Linked DNA regions of Mus musculus: region 1 is linked to region 2. A link is a contact called in public Hi-C data. All regions are on one chromosome and are shown on one strand. Each heading gives the region's core, a stretch centred on a gene start, on an enhancer-like site or on the middle of the called end of the contact. The rest is flanking DNA. Distances are from core to core; before and after follow the strand shown. Region 1 has its middle 50 kb from the start of Gm25702. Region 2 has its middle 46 kb from the start of Gm41333.

Evidence for each region. A called contact is a pair of places that touch in the nucleus more often than the background predicts.
Region 1: a Hi-C map of uterus shows a contact between it and region 2, with 9 times the contacts expected there. The contact joins two enhancer-like sites.

The regions. Positions count from the first base shown.
Region 1 is chr15:63,527,580-63,534,146 of GRCm38.p6, forward strand. No RefSeq gene overlaps it. Among named protein-coding and RNA genes, the nearest start is that of Gm25702, 50 kb to the left of the region's middle. Within about 2 kb of position 5,257, at least 28 of the 459 cell types and tissues checked have an H3K27ac peak or open chromatin away from gene starts, as enhancers often do. A contact at or near this core is called in uterus, where this site is marked.
Region 2 is chr15:62,712,482-62,718,655 of GRCm38.p6, forward strand. No RefSeq gene overlaps it. Among named protein-coding and RNA genes, the nearest start is that of Gm41333, 46 kb to the left of the region's middle. Within about 2 kb of position 2,005, at least 8 of the 459 cell types and tissues checked have an H3K27ac peak or open chromatin away from gene starts, as enhancers often do. A contact at or near this core is called in uterus, where this site is marked.

The DNA of each region.
Region 1 (6,567 bases), core at 4,007-6,506, 820 kb after region 2:
GTGTGTGTGTGTGAGAGAGAGAGAGAGAGAGAGAGAGAGAGAGAGAGAAACTTCCCCATCAGCTCTTTTTTTTTTCTCCATATGTTGTGTGGGGGGTTCCCCTTAATCTGACAAAAACTGTATGCGCTAATGACATGCAGGATCAATTTGGATATCTGTGCTCTGTGAAATCTCCTCTCTATTATCCTCAGGCTAGATTATCTGCTTCCTCTTCCCCACCTCCACCACCCAAAATTCTCCTGTATCCTTAATAGCAATTACAGAAGGCGGTAAGCTATTTGTACTTCCACGTCTCATTCTAGGTGATGAAGCTTGGAGGAGCAACAACAGTGGCCGGGGATCATAATAGCAAGATTTCACTCAATAATTATTTTACAAAAATGGTTTTTAGGTTAAATTAACATATTTGGATAAAGCAGACTATTATCCAAGCTATAGGCAGACTCTATCCAATCAGCTGAAGACCTGGCATAGAAAGATCCCTCTCCCTTAGGAACAATGCATGTGACTGATAGGATGCCCTGCTAACTGAGTTTCCCCCACAACTGTGACCTACAGTGAGTACTCACAGAAAAAAAAAAAAATCAAACAAACAATTGGGTCATGAAATTGGAAATGAATCTTGTTATGGAACAAAATTCTGATTGCGTGAAAGGTTAAGTGGAAACACTTTTAAAGTTTCCTCCATATTAACAACCCGAGACTAGATACCCCACTGAGAAGTAGACCCCTTCATATTCTGCCTTCATTATAGCTATACATGCAATTCTCTAATCTTGCTCTGAAGCTGAGCAGTCACTGTGGAGGGAGAATAGAAGCAGAGCCTCTCCTCTGCTCCTAGGCTGGTACAGGCCCTGATACTTCATAAAGACACAATAGATATTTCAGCCACACTGGTTCACATGGCACTGGATTGCCCATTTTGTCCAACTCTAAGTATCTCTAAAGGGCCTCCCATAACTTCCAGGTCTACTAATAAATAATGAGCTGTTTTTTCTCATTTGTCATATTTTTCATAATTGTTTTTAATGCAATGTATTGATTTTTGCATAGCATTTTTCATAACAAATCCTTTCCAGAGACTCTCAGTGCCAGCCACAAGTAACATTAAAATGTTACAAATTGAGGCTTGGTTTGAGAGTGATCTTTTTTAACTAATTGAATTGTGATTAAATTAGTGGAAAAAATCAGAACAGCTAAATTGAAATTTTCAAACTTTAAAAAATTACATGGACTAAATTAATTTCCATTTGCTCATTCTATCAATATTCAGAAAACACTACACTATCTCTCAGCATTGAACAGCATGGGTTGTGTAAGATATTAATGTTAATCAATCTCTTTCCTTGAGGAAAAAAAATAAGATCCAGGGTTAGTAACAGCCCACCTTACATAATGTTTAACATTCAGTAGTCACTGCAATTTGCTTTAAATATATGACCTCATTAACCTTAAAACCAGCCCCAGGAACTCACCAGGTACTAAATTTTCCTCATTAAAGAGAGTAGATGGAGACACCCAAGTTAGGCAGCCTGTGTGAGGTCAGACAGCTCAAGCCACCTAGCCAGCAAGTCCAAAGCTGGAACACAAAAGGAACCTAGTTGAGTCCAAACTGCTATGCCCCTTGTACCTAGCTCTCCATTTCCTCCATTTGCACAAGAAACCTCTGTGCAAAGGTCTGTGATTAGATTTGAATGTCCTTTGCCACTAAATTAAACTGCTTGGGATCGGCAAATAGAAAATCTCTTCATTCTTAGCTTACCATCCAATGTAGTCTTTATCTCTTCATCTACCACACATGTGTAAATTTTATTGCCGAAGTCCTGAGCCCAGTTAGCATGACCACACTGAAATTGCAGGGCAAGCAGGGGGGGGGGGGCAAGCTGGATTTCTAACAAGACACACCAACATGTGGCCTCAGGTACTCCCCACACTAGGGGCCTCTGATCCTCAGGCATTCGCAAGCGCAACTTCAAATGATTTGGCAATTTTAATTGAAAGGCATTTTTGTCCTCTTTCAAAAAGAACTAAAAGGTAATAATGAAGAAAAGACTTTCAGTTCAAGGACCATTCTATCTCTGTGAGACCATTGAAAGTCTAAAATGTTTCCCAGCAAGATCCATTTGCTCAGCTATTAATATACTTTATTATTTTTCCACTATGGCAAGAGTCTCGCATTCCTCTAGCTGGTATTTCTCTTAGGTGGAAAAAAGAAGTCATTATCATTTTAGCCATCAAAAAAATACGCTTTTCCTAAGATGAGCATCTTTAAAAGGAAAGCAAAAGGAGGCTTAGCTGAATGAAAAAAAAAAATCTAAATGAAATATTTGAGTTAAATCAGAGGCCTTTTGTCATACCTTTAAAACTGAATTAAAATCATAAAAGACAAATTTATAAACTCCCCCTACCAACTGATGCTGAATAAGAGAAATATATGAAGTACTTGGTGTGGGGGGGGGGGGGCTTTGTTTATTTTTAAAGCTTCATTTTGACATAGAAATGAAGATCTCAAATCTTATTATAATGAGGACTTTAAAAAGTCTTCCTAGACAAGATGAGCAAAAAGGTTCAGTTAAGTGGCATGTACATACACACACTCACATTCACACACACTCAACACCCAACAGCTGTCGACACTCAACAGGAGGTAAATCATATCTAGTACTGGTAACCTAGCCAGCTTCCCAGGGCAAGTGAGATCATGTACTTCTGAAAAGAATCAGCTTCTGCCACCATGATATGCACTCCAAGTCTTGTCCTTATACCCAAAGATAAGCATAGCTACCATCCCTCATTCAAAGAAACTTGTCTTGACAGAAAATGAAGGCCATCCCAGGGAACCACAACTGGAAACAATGTAGAGCTCAACTAATGGTGAAGAACTCAGTCCGAATGGGTAAAGCTACATCACAGCTCCAGTGTTCATGGAACATTACAGAAGACTGTTAGAGCCAGAATACCAGGAAGTCTGCTGTAAAATAGTCTCTCCTAGAAATAGCTGCATAAAGAAGAAAGGAACAGTAGTAATATCAGTGGAAATCATAACAGGGGAAGGAAATTTTTTTGCAGAATCACACCCCTAGACAAAGGAATACAAGGAACTAATTAGCCTCTTCTAGGGACAAGCTCCCTTATTGGTTGTCTGACACAGAGCAGTCATCCCTAAGGCCATATACACACAAACAACAAAAATGGGCTTTGTGGATTGTATTTAAATGTATTTATGAATATACACACACATAAATATGTATGTATATGAGAATAATAAAAGAACCAATCAACCTGAGTTGGGTGATGTGGAGAGGTTCAAAGGAGGGTATCTGGTAGGGGCAGGTGGGAAAAAAAATGAAGGGAAAAGGTAATGTAGTTTATCTCAGTTAAAAACATTTAAGAAACCAAAAACTGAAAAAAATAAATCTTCCTAGCACACAATATCTCAAATGGATTCTTGTAGCTGCTCTCACTTTTCTGGGATGCAAACTCAGCAGAATCACTACCAACTCCACAGAGCCTAGAAGTTTATAGTAATAGATCCTCCAGTTGAATGAATAATAAATGATTTCCTTTCTCTTAAAGGCTTCTCTGCCCTCTGCCTCTCCTCATACATCCAAGATGTTTTCAGCAATAGTAGGGTGGGTGTGGTTGTTGCCAGCACAGTTAGGAAATTCTCTCCAGATAGATGTGACCTGATATATGGTTATCAGTCTCTCCAGGTTCCCATGGTGGAGAGAGCACTTAGGAGATGTTGGTGGGTATCCTGATGAGACATAAGGCCTTTCTAGCTCTAAATCATAAGGAGGATCACTGGAAATCTGAGATTGGAAGGGTGAAAGGTAGGACAGCAGGAGAGGTAGAAGAGAGTAGGGAGAAACTACACCACCATTTCCCCTTGTCCCCAACTAAAAGACCTAAGTACATGTCACTGTTGCCGTTTATTGCCCTTACCAAGAGCAGTTCAAGTTTGTTTTTTAAGACTTGCTGTCACCTAGAGAGAGAGAGAAAGAGAGAGAGAGATTGAGAGAGAGAGAGAGAGAGAGAGAGAGAGAGAGAGATCTGCACATTCCTGCTGCATTGGACACCCCTCAGAGCTTTACTAATGGACCAAACCCCAGGGCAAACTAGGATTCTCCATGGTCAGCCACTACTACTACTTCATCCCCAAAGAGGACCCTTGACATGAATGACGCAGGCTCTTCTCAAAGTCAGGCAGACTCAGCTTGTCAAAGTCCCAAGTGTCCCTCACAAGACTTATTTGCCCTTTCCCTGACCCCCTGGACTGCATTTGCCCTTTGATACTTGGCCTTGGCTGGGTCTTCAACTGGGTTATGTGTCAGGGCATCCTGACCTAGTAGTCACCATAGCATCCCAAGAACTCTGCCTGACCCATCTGGGAGCATCTGGGGCCATGAGCTTTTAACTGAGTGTCCACGAGCCAGAGGAGACACCTAACTCACAAGCAAAACTGCAGGTACAAAAGAAGGGCATGGCCCCAACCCTAACACCCTGGAGACACTCAGCTTCCATATACACCTTTACCTGGCTCCCAAAGAAACCTCACCCTTGAGATCAGGGAGAAGATTATTGATAAGTGTAGTATGTGTAAATTAGGCAGAAGTAAAACAAATTGGTAGCAGGAAAATAGAATGTTTATTTAAAGAAAAAAAAAAGGCAGAAAGGAAGACTGTGTAGCCTCTGAGTTTAACCAGATGATTCTAATTCCAACTCTGCTATCTCTGTCTCCATCTTTTTTCAGCAGCGGCTTCCCAGAGCACAGTATCCAACTCCTTGCTCCCTTCCTTCCCCCACAGTTTACACCCTTCCACTGCCAAGTTGCATCCCTCTGCCAAGCAGCACGCCCAGCATAAGCTCTTTACAGGAAAACTCCATGCAGGTCCAGTCCTTGGGAGCTCTTACTGATCATAAGGACTGTTAGCAGGCAAAGGCGCGTGCCCAATTAAAAGATGGCTTTCGTTCCAAGAGGAATACTCTGGCAAAGTCCCAAGCGCTTCGGAAGCCCCTCCCTTCGCTCTCCCACCCCAGCTTTGATGCTCTGATTATCCTATTGTCAGATCAATAGCCCATCTGCTCCTAGGAGTAGTCTAAGCCATCCTGTGTTAAATTAAAACAGATAGGATCAATCCGCGGTTAATTTCTCCCAACCAAACAATTTATCTCTCTTTTGGATGCTCTTGGAGGGTGAATTATATAATCCTGACACACCATTAAGGGCTCTCTGACCAAAGAAAGCCCGCCACAATGCCTGCCTGCTCTCTTTATTAGCGACTCAACAGTGTGACAAAAGCAAAGATTTATCTTAGTGTTATTTAGAACCAGCTTGAACCTTGAAAAGTCTGCCAGGACCCTGCCAGGGGAAAAAGACTCGGGAATATCATTGCATGTTAATTATCATGGAGGAGGAGCTGGATCCAAATTTGATAAGCTGAACATAAGCTCCTATTTCTGAAGACTCAATTGCCCCACTGAAGAGCAATTCTTTTCTGTTTAAGGTAAAACCTAAGACATCTGGTGCAAGAATGTCAAGGGAAACAGGATTTAAGCCCAAGTCGAAACACACTGAGGATGGGGGGGGGGGGAGACTTATTTTAACAATAGACTGTTTTTACTGGTACTTGCATATAATAACCTATTTAATGCTGATTGAAGTAAAATATATACATGGGGAATAAAAGAATAAGTGACCCTTGGAGATGGCATATTAAATGAACACTCCAGATTAATAACCATGAGGCATATGGAGTGAGAATATGAGCAGCAAAGCTGCTGCCCTCAGGTCTCTGTGTTCTGTGCAAACCCACTAGGCGCACATCTACTTATCTCCCTAAACCAGAAGGGCTTGACATTCCCATGACGCACTAAGTCAATGGCTAACACCTGATACAACCAAAAACTAGAAGTTTCTGCTTCGTGGCTTGAGCCAATGTCCAAACACTTGATAGAACAACTATTTTAGTACTGTTTTTGATATGGATTGAGTCCAAGGAATACCTGACTCCTGATCTTACCTTCTTTCCCTATATTGGGTTTCAGACCCAGAAAGGATGCTGAAGTGCCTATTTAACATGTCAAAGAGGACCTGGCTCCAGGTTCTCCCAGGATTCCTCAGTCCCTACATGTTACAAGCATGTCTGGCATACTGTGAAAACCATCTTTTAATTAAGCACAGTGCCTTTGCCTGTTAACAGTTCCTTCCAGTCCAGGGGCTGGGCTTCCCCTCTCCCAGAAGCTTCTCCTTATATAATCCACACACTGTGGTCTCCCATACGCCTCTGCATTTTCTCTCTCTCCCTGCTTGTACATGCTCTTTCTCGATTTCTCTTGCCCCTCCTTTCTGTCTCCCTTCCCATGGCAACTTCTCTGGCCTTGTTCCTTGGGACCAGTAAATCTGCCCAAGATCTGCCTCCCAATAAACCTGCCTTTATATATTTTAATTTGGCTTGAATTGGCTTGTTTCACTGGTAGAGAATAACTTATCAGTATTTACTTATTTGTTTATGATAGTTTGAGACTAATTTTCACTATGTACTACATACTGAATTCAAACTCATG
Region 2 (6,174 bases), core at 755-3,254:
GTTCCACTCCCCTCCTGATCCCGTGTGCCCAATGTCACCTGGAACCTGCAATCTGGAAGCAGAAAGTCCTTGACTGGAGTCAGTGGAGAGAAAATCGTCACCTGCTTGGGCACAAACATACATAGTGACTGCGTCACTGTTTGTCAAGTGGATCAGCTAATAGTTGTTCAGCGGACCTTCAAAGCTCCAAGGCGACACTGCCTTTAAATTCCATCAATTCACTCCCTGGGCAGAGGCCTTGGACTTTAGCTCTCAAGGGCTCTGAAAGCATTTTGAGCCTGCTGACTGACTGCGGGGTGGACCTTGGTTAAAGTTTAGGAGAAAAACACTAAGTTTATGCTTCATCACCGCTGGCGCAACCATGTCCCCCCCACCCCCACCCCACCCCCCACCCCACCCCCCACCCCCACCCCACCCCGTGCTACAGCACTTTGGTGCTTCCTGGCTTGCCTCCCCTGGGACACTGCCCAGTATTGACTACCAGTAGGACTTTCTTTCTCACCTAATGACCTACCTACTGATGCCATCTCTAAGGACCTTGACGCTCATGCTACCTTCTGACCTTGTCCATTGTTCCTCATGTTCCTAACACTAGCCTATGTGTTTGATTTTTTTTTTTAATATAAAAGAGCACAAGTACCCAGAAGGCATGACAAGTATCTGTTTCAGCCAGTGCTTTTTCTCTGATCCCCGAGAAAGTGTTTGAATAAGTCAACAGATGGGTGGAGGAGTGATTAACCCCTTCTTACAAGTGCATGGACTGGGGAGCAGAGGGCAATGATAGGCTAGTCACGATCAACAGTGTTTAGGGACAGAGCTAGTGGGATAACTAAGAATCTGGAATAGTTTTATAATTTTTTTTATATGATATCCTTCCCCAATTTTGCAGCTAATGCATCTCTCTTGACTCACCTTCCTTCTGGTTTAGTTGACTACATGATGCCTATATCTGGGAGACTTAGGAAGGAAAAATCTTTATTATCCAGGTTCTTATTAAGTTTGCATGTTTTAGAGCTTCCTTTAAAAAAAAAAAGCCTGAATGTGACGCTATTGTATTTTAAAGCATGCTCTAACATGAGCAAGCTTTATCATTTATTGTACAAGCATGTTTGCATATATATATATATATATATATATATATATATACACATATGTACACACATACACACACATGAAAATCCCTAGAGAACTCTATGATCTTGCAGTATATTTCACATGTACTTAATAATTAAAATTGCACTAAGCTCAATTTCATAAACTTTTTCATGTGTTATAAACAGTTTGTTATTTTTATTATTAATTCATGTATTTATTTGTATTTATTTTTCATGAGAGAGTCTCACTATGTGGTTCTGATTGCGCTGCAATTCACTTCCTAGATCAGGCTGGCCTGGGACTCTCAGAGATCAATCTGCCTCTACCTCCTGAGTGCTGGGATCAAAGGTGTGTGCCACTACTCCCAGCTGTTAACCAGCTTTCTCATGTCATTAAAACTAACAGGCTTGGGAGTTGTGAATATTTCAACACATGCCTGTGTCATGAGTTTCCCTATTCACTTTCCTGTTGACATGACAAGCCTCCTTCCATTGTTTATTTACGTGATTTTTAGGTTCCTGTCCTATTTTATACGATTACTAATACAATGTTAATGTTTCCCTGCTTTTCCAAGCAAATATATATGTATGTATATATATATTATTTATGTTTTGCTAAAATTATAAGAAATAATCTTGAAAATCGCAGGAAATAGCTCAAAATTTCTCTGTCCCAGTCACCCCTGAAGACTTCTCTCATTTGCATTTTTAGTCTTTGAAGCTGAATAGAAGGTGGGAGTCTGTTTGAGGGGTGGACAGGAAACATTGGCCAATTTGAGAGCAAATAGAGGTTTGGGGAGTGTGTTTACATTCTGTCCCACGTGTGGGATCCTGGCCTTTGTAGGCAGGCGGATAAAAAGGCAGGCCTGGCTTTCATGGCGCCTGAGGACCTCTGTGCTTTAACAACACAGGCACAAGTTGTTCTGGGAGCTGGTCAACATGACTCAGCCACAGAAACATAGCAGTTTGCAAGGCCAGGACCTGTTCTTCCTCCCAAGTTCCATGGAGAAAGAAAGGCCAGCAAAGATCTCCAGTCTGAGAAAGAACTCTGTGTTCAGAGTGTCTGGACCCAGCAGGCTATTCCAGCCATAATTCTGGCTGGGGAGATGCCCTAGCCACATGCCTACCATACTTGCACAGTTTAGATGGATGCTCTCCCTCTCACTGAAGCCCCACATAATCGCCACCATTGATTGGGTACCTCCTGTGTGCCAGTTTCTAAGCCATGCACTTTCAATCCTCAAAATAACACCTCAAGGCTAGTATTGTTGACTGTGTTTTCGAAATAAAGACACTGAAGTTCAGAAAGATTAAGAGAGCTGCCTGAATCATACAGAACTGGGATTTAAAACTGGCATGTGTGACTTTAAAGTGCGTGCTTTGGACAACACCTGTGTCCTGAAGAATACAGTCTGTTTGCCCAACATCCATAATTCTAGCAACAGTAGTCCTGAACTATATTGTATTAGAATGATCCATTCATCAACACTACAGTGAGTACGTACTTTGTACTCTTTGTCAGGCTCTATAGTAACTTCTATTGTAGAAACTGAAGTAACTGTCTTCACTGTTGCTAAGGGAAGATGAAGGAATGGAATCAGGAGCTGGACCTGGATCACTACTTTCATCACAGGGACTAGGTGATCACAGAAATAACACAGTAAATACCTGTAGACCAGAAGGAGTCAAGACTGGGTGATACATTGTAAAGCATTTGAAAGCTAGTCTGAAGACATTACTCTTAGGGTTAGTTTGTACTGGCTGTGAAATAGTCAGGACTTGTGTTGAGTCTCTCTGCAGTACGTCCTTCTCTGTAGGGGAAGACAGTACCAGATCCTGTGGATTCAGTGGATCAGAGAATCCGTTACAGGCATTAGAGCACTCAGGAAGGGTAAATGTCAATTGAATATATGTTTTGTAATATATGTTGGTCAGTTTTGTAGGCTTTAGAAGTTCTATTCATCAACTTAAGACAGGTACATTGTAGATGAGGAGAGTGAGGCTCGGACCATTTAGAGGGCGTGCTAGAGGAGATACATGTGGCAAGGACAGAAGCAAGAGTCAGATTCTCATTGCAAGATGCGGTGCCCCCACATAAGTTCCAATCAGGCCACTAGAAAGCTTTCTCTAGGAACATACGGTAAGCCAACTTCTGACAGATAATGTAGAAGCAGTTGCCGGATTTTCAATCAAGTGACAACAGATCTACACTGCATTCTAGCAATCATACCATGGGATTGAGTCTCACTGCAAAGGCATTGACCGGCATATCAAATACCACCTACACCTCCACAGACACTGTAGACTGAGGCACAGTAACTGGAAAATAAAAACAAACCATGGGGCCACTGATGTGTGCATGGTTAAAGAAAATGTGGTACATATAGCCAAAAACTATTACTCGGCTCAAGGAAAGTAGCAAAGCCTACAATCTGTGACAGTACAGAAGGAAGTAGGGGTGGGGTGTTAAGTGAAATACATAGAACAACAAAAAGAAATGCCACGTGATATTATTCACACATGAAATTTGAAATAGTCAAATTCTTAGATAGCCAGATCATGGTTGCCATTGGTCATCAGTTGAGAGGTGTTGGTCAAGATATCAACTTTCAATAGCATAAGAGAAATTACTTCCATAGATTTATTGAAAAGCATGCTTACACTTGGTAATAATAATGTACCCTATTCTTAAAGAGGAATGCTAACTGAATAGATTTTAAGAATCCCCTCAGATGAACAGTCATGGCACAATCCTTTAATCCCAGCACTTGGGAGGCAGAGGCAGGCAGATCATTGAGTTTGATACCAGCCTGGTCTACAGTGAGAGTTTGAGATATGTGAAATATGCCTCAAATACAAAACAAAACATAACAAAAACAAAATAACAAACACCAAAGTTCTCAATAAAATATAACTTTTCAAGGTAGTATATGTATTAACTAGGTCAATTTAGCTATGCATATTTTAAAACACCATGTCATACATGGTAATTGCATGTCAGGGATTTGACAATACATAGGGCAAAATAATTTTGTTTCTCTTCAAAAGAAAAAGAAGTAGCAATATGATGTTGAGTCACTGGTTGGAAGCCAACCAGGCTATACTACTTGAGAAATCCCAAAGCTCCTTGTCTCACATTTGGGTTATTAATTCTCAATGTGGTTATTTCTGGGTTCAAGGCAATCTTGCTACTGTTCTGTCCATGAAAATATGAAGATATATGCCATGGGTGTGTGTGTGAATGCTTGTGTGCCTCCAAAAGTGTTTCCACTGTGTGTCTTTTTTTTAATTAGGTATTTTCTTCATTTACATTTCAAATGCTATTCTAAAAGTCCCCCATACCCTCCCCCCACAACTCCTCTATCCACCCACTCCCACTTCTTGGCCCTGGCATTCCCCTGTACTGAGGCATATAAAGTTTGCAAGACCAAGGGGCCTCTCTTCCCAATGATGGCCAACTAGGCCATCTTCTGATTCATATGCAGCTAGAGACTCAAGCTCCGGGGGTCTGGTTAGTTTATATTGTTGTTCCACCTATAGGGTTGCAGATCCCTTTAGCTCCTTGGGTACTTTCTCTAGCTCTTCCATTGGGGGCCCTGTGTTCCATCCAATAGCCAACTGTGAGCATCCACTTCTGTGTTTGCCAGGCCCCAGCGTAGCCTCACAAGAGACAGCTATATCAGGGTCCTTTCAGCAAAATCTTGCTGGTGTATGCAATGGTGTCAGCATTTGGAGGATGATTATGGGATGGATCCCCAGATGTGGCAGTCACTGGATGGTCCATCCTTTCGTCTGAGCTCCAAACTTGTCTCTGTAAGTCCTTCCATGGGTGTTTTCTTCCCAATTCTAAGAAGAGGCAAAGTGTCCACACTTTGGTATTCGTTCTTCTTTAGTTTCATGAGTTTTGCAAATTGTATCTTGTATCTTGAGTATTCTAAGTTTCTGGGCTAATATCCACTTATCAGTGAGTACATATCATGTGAGTTCTTTTGTGATTGGGTTACCTCACTCAGGATGATACTCTCCAGGTCCATCCATTTGCTATTAAAAAGAATGAATTTATGAAATTCCACCGTGTGTCTTGAGCAACGAGAGTCCCTGTTTGGGATACTGAGATTTTGCAGAGATGCAGTCTCTTCTGTCTCCCCTGATAGCTTCTCTCAAGTCACAACCTCTCTTCCCAGATTTTTCAGTCTTCTGTTGACCATGTCCTCTGTTCCTGTGTCATCTCCTTCAGCTCTGTCCCTAGAGTGCTACCTAGAGTAGGTCCTGTTGAACACTGCTGGGTGACTTCATCTTCTCTGTGATATTTATAAAATAAGAAGATATCTTGTTTACTAACTCGAGCTCTAGCTCCTGATCCTAGCCCCACTCCCAAACATCTCCCTTTGACTCTATTCATGCAAGCTATCAGAGCTTCTTGTGCGGAGCTCCATACTCTCTGACTATTTCTGCTTCTCTGTTCCACTTAGCCTTTTCATGATTATACAAGGATTTGAAATAGTCGAGTCATAAAAGAGCAAACGTTTAGTCTGGCTCATGGTTTCACTGGTTTCAGTCCATGGTCACCTGCCCATATTGCGTTCTGCAGTAAGGTAGGTTGGGGCCATGTGACAAAGCATACCTGTTCATAAGCCATGGAGTAAAATGAGAAAGGCAAAAACATCCCACTGTTCTGTTTAAGGGAGGTCATGCCCCAATGATCTAAGGTTTAGATTCTACCTCTTAAAAATCTTACCACCTCTCAATACCACCACCCTGGAATAAAACCTTTAAATCAAGTGTGATTGGCGCATTTACTCAACATCTAGCTGTTGCTTTGCCAGGTATTCTGCTATTCTTTTCAAGCATTATGATGTTGTCTTGATATTCTAGTTCACTTTCTTTCCTCCCCCTTCATTCTGTGGTATTTGGTGGCACAGGTAATTTAGACATATCTTCCATCTCTGTCTTATTGTTTGTATAGGTGACTTTTTTTTTTTTTTTGCTGGATCATGAGTCCTGCCTGGATAAACATGGTGATTTTTATATGTTGACTGCCTGGAATATAAATATTTGGTATATAGTAAGTGCTCAATAC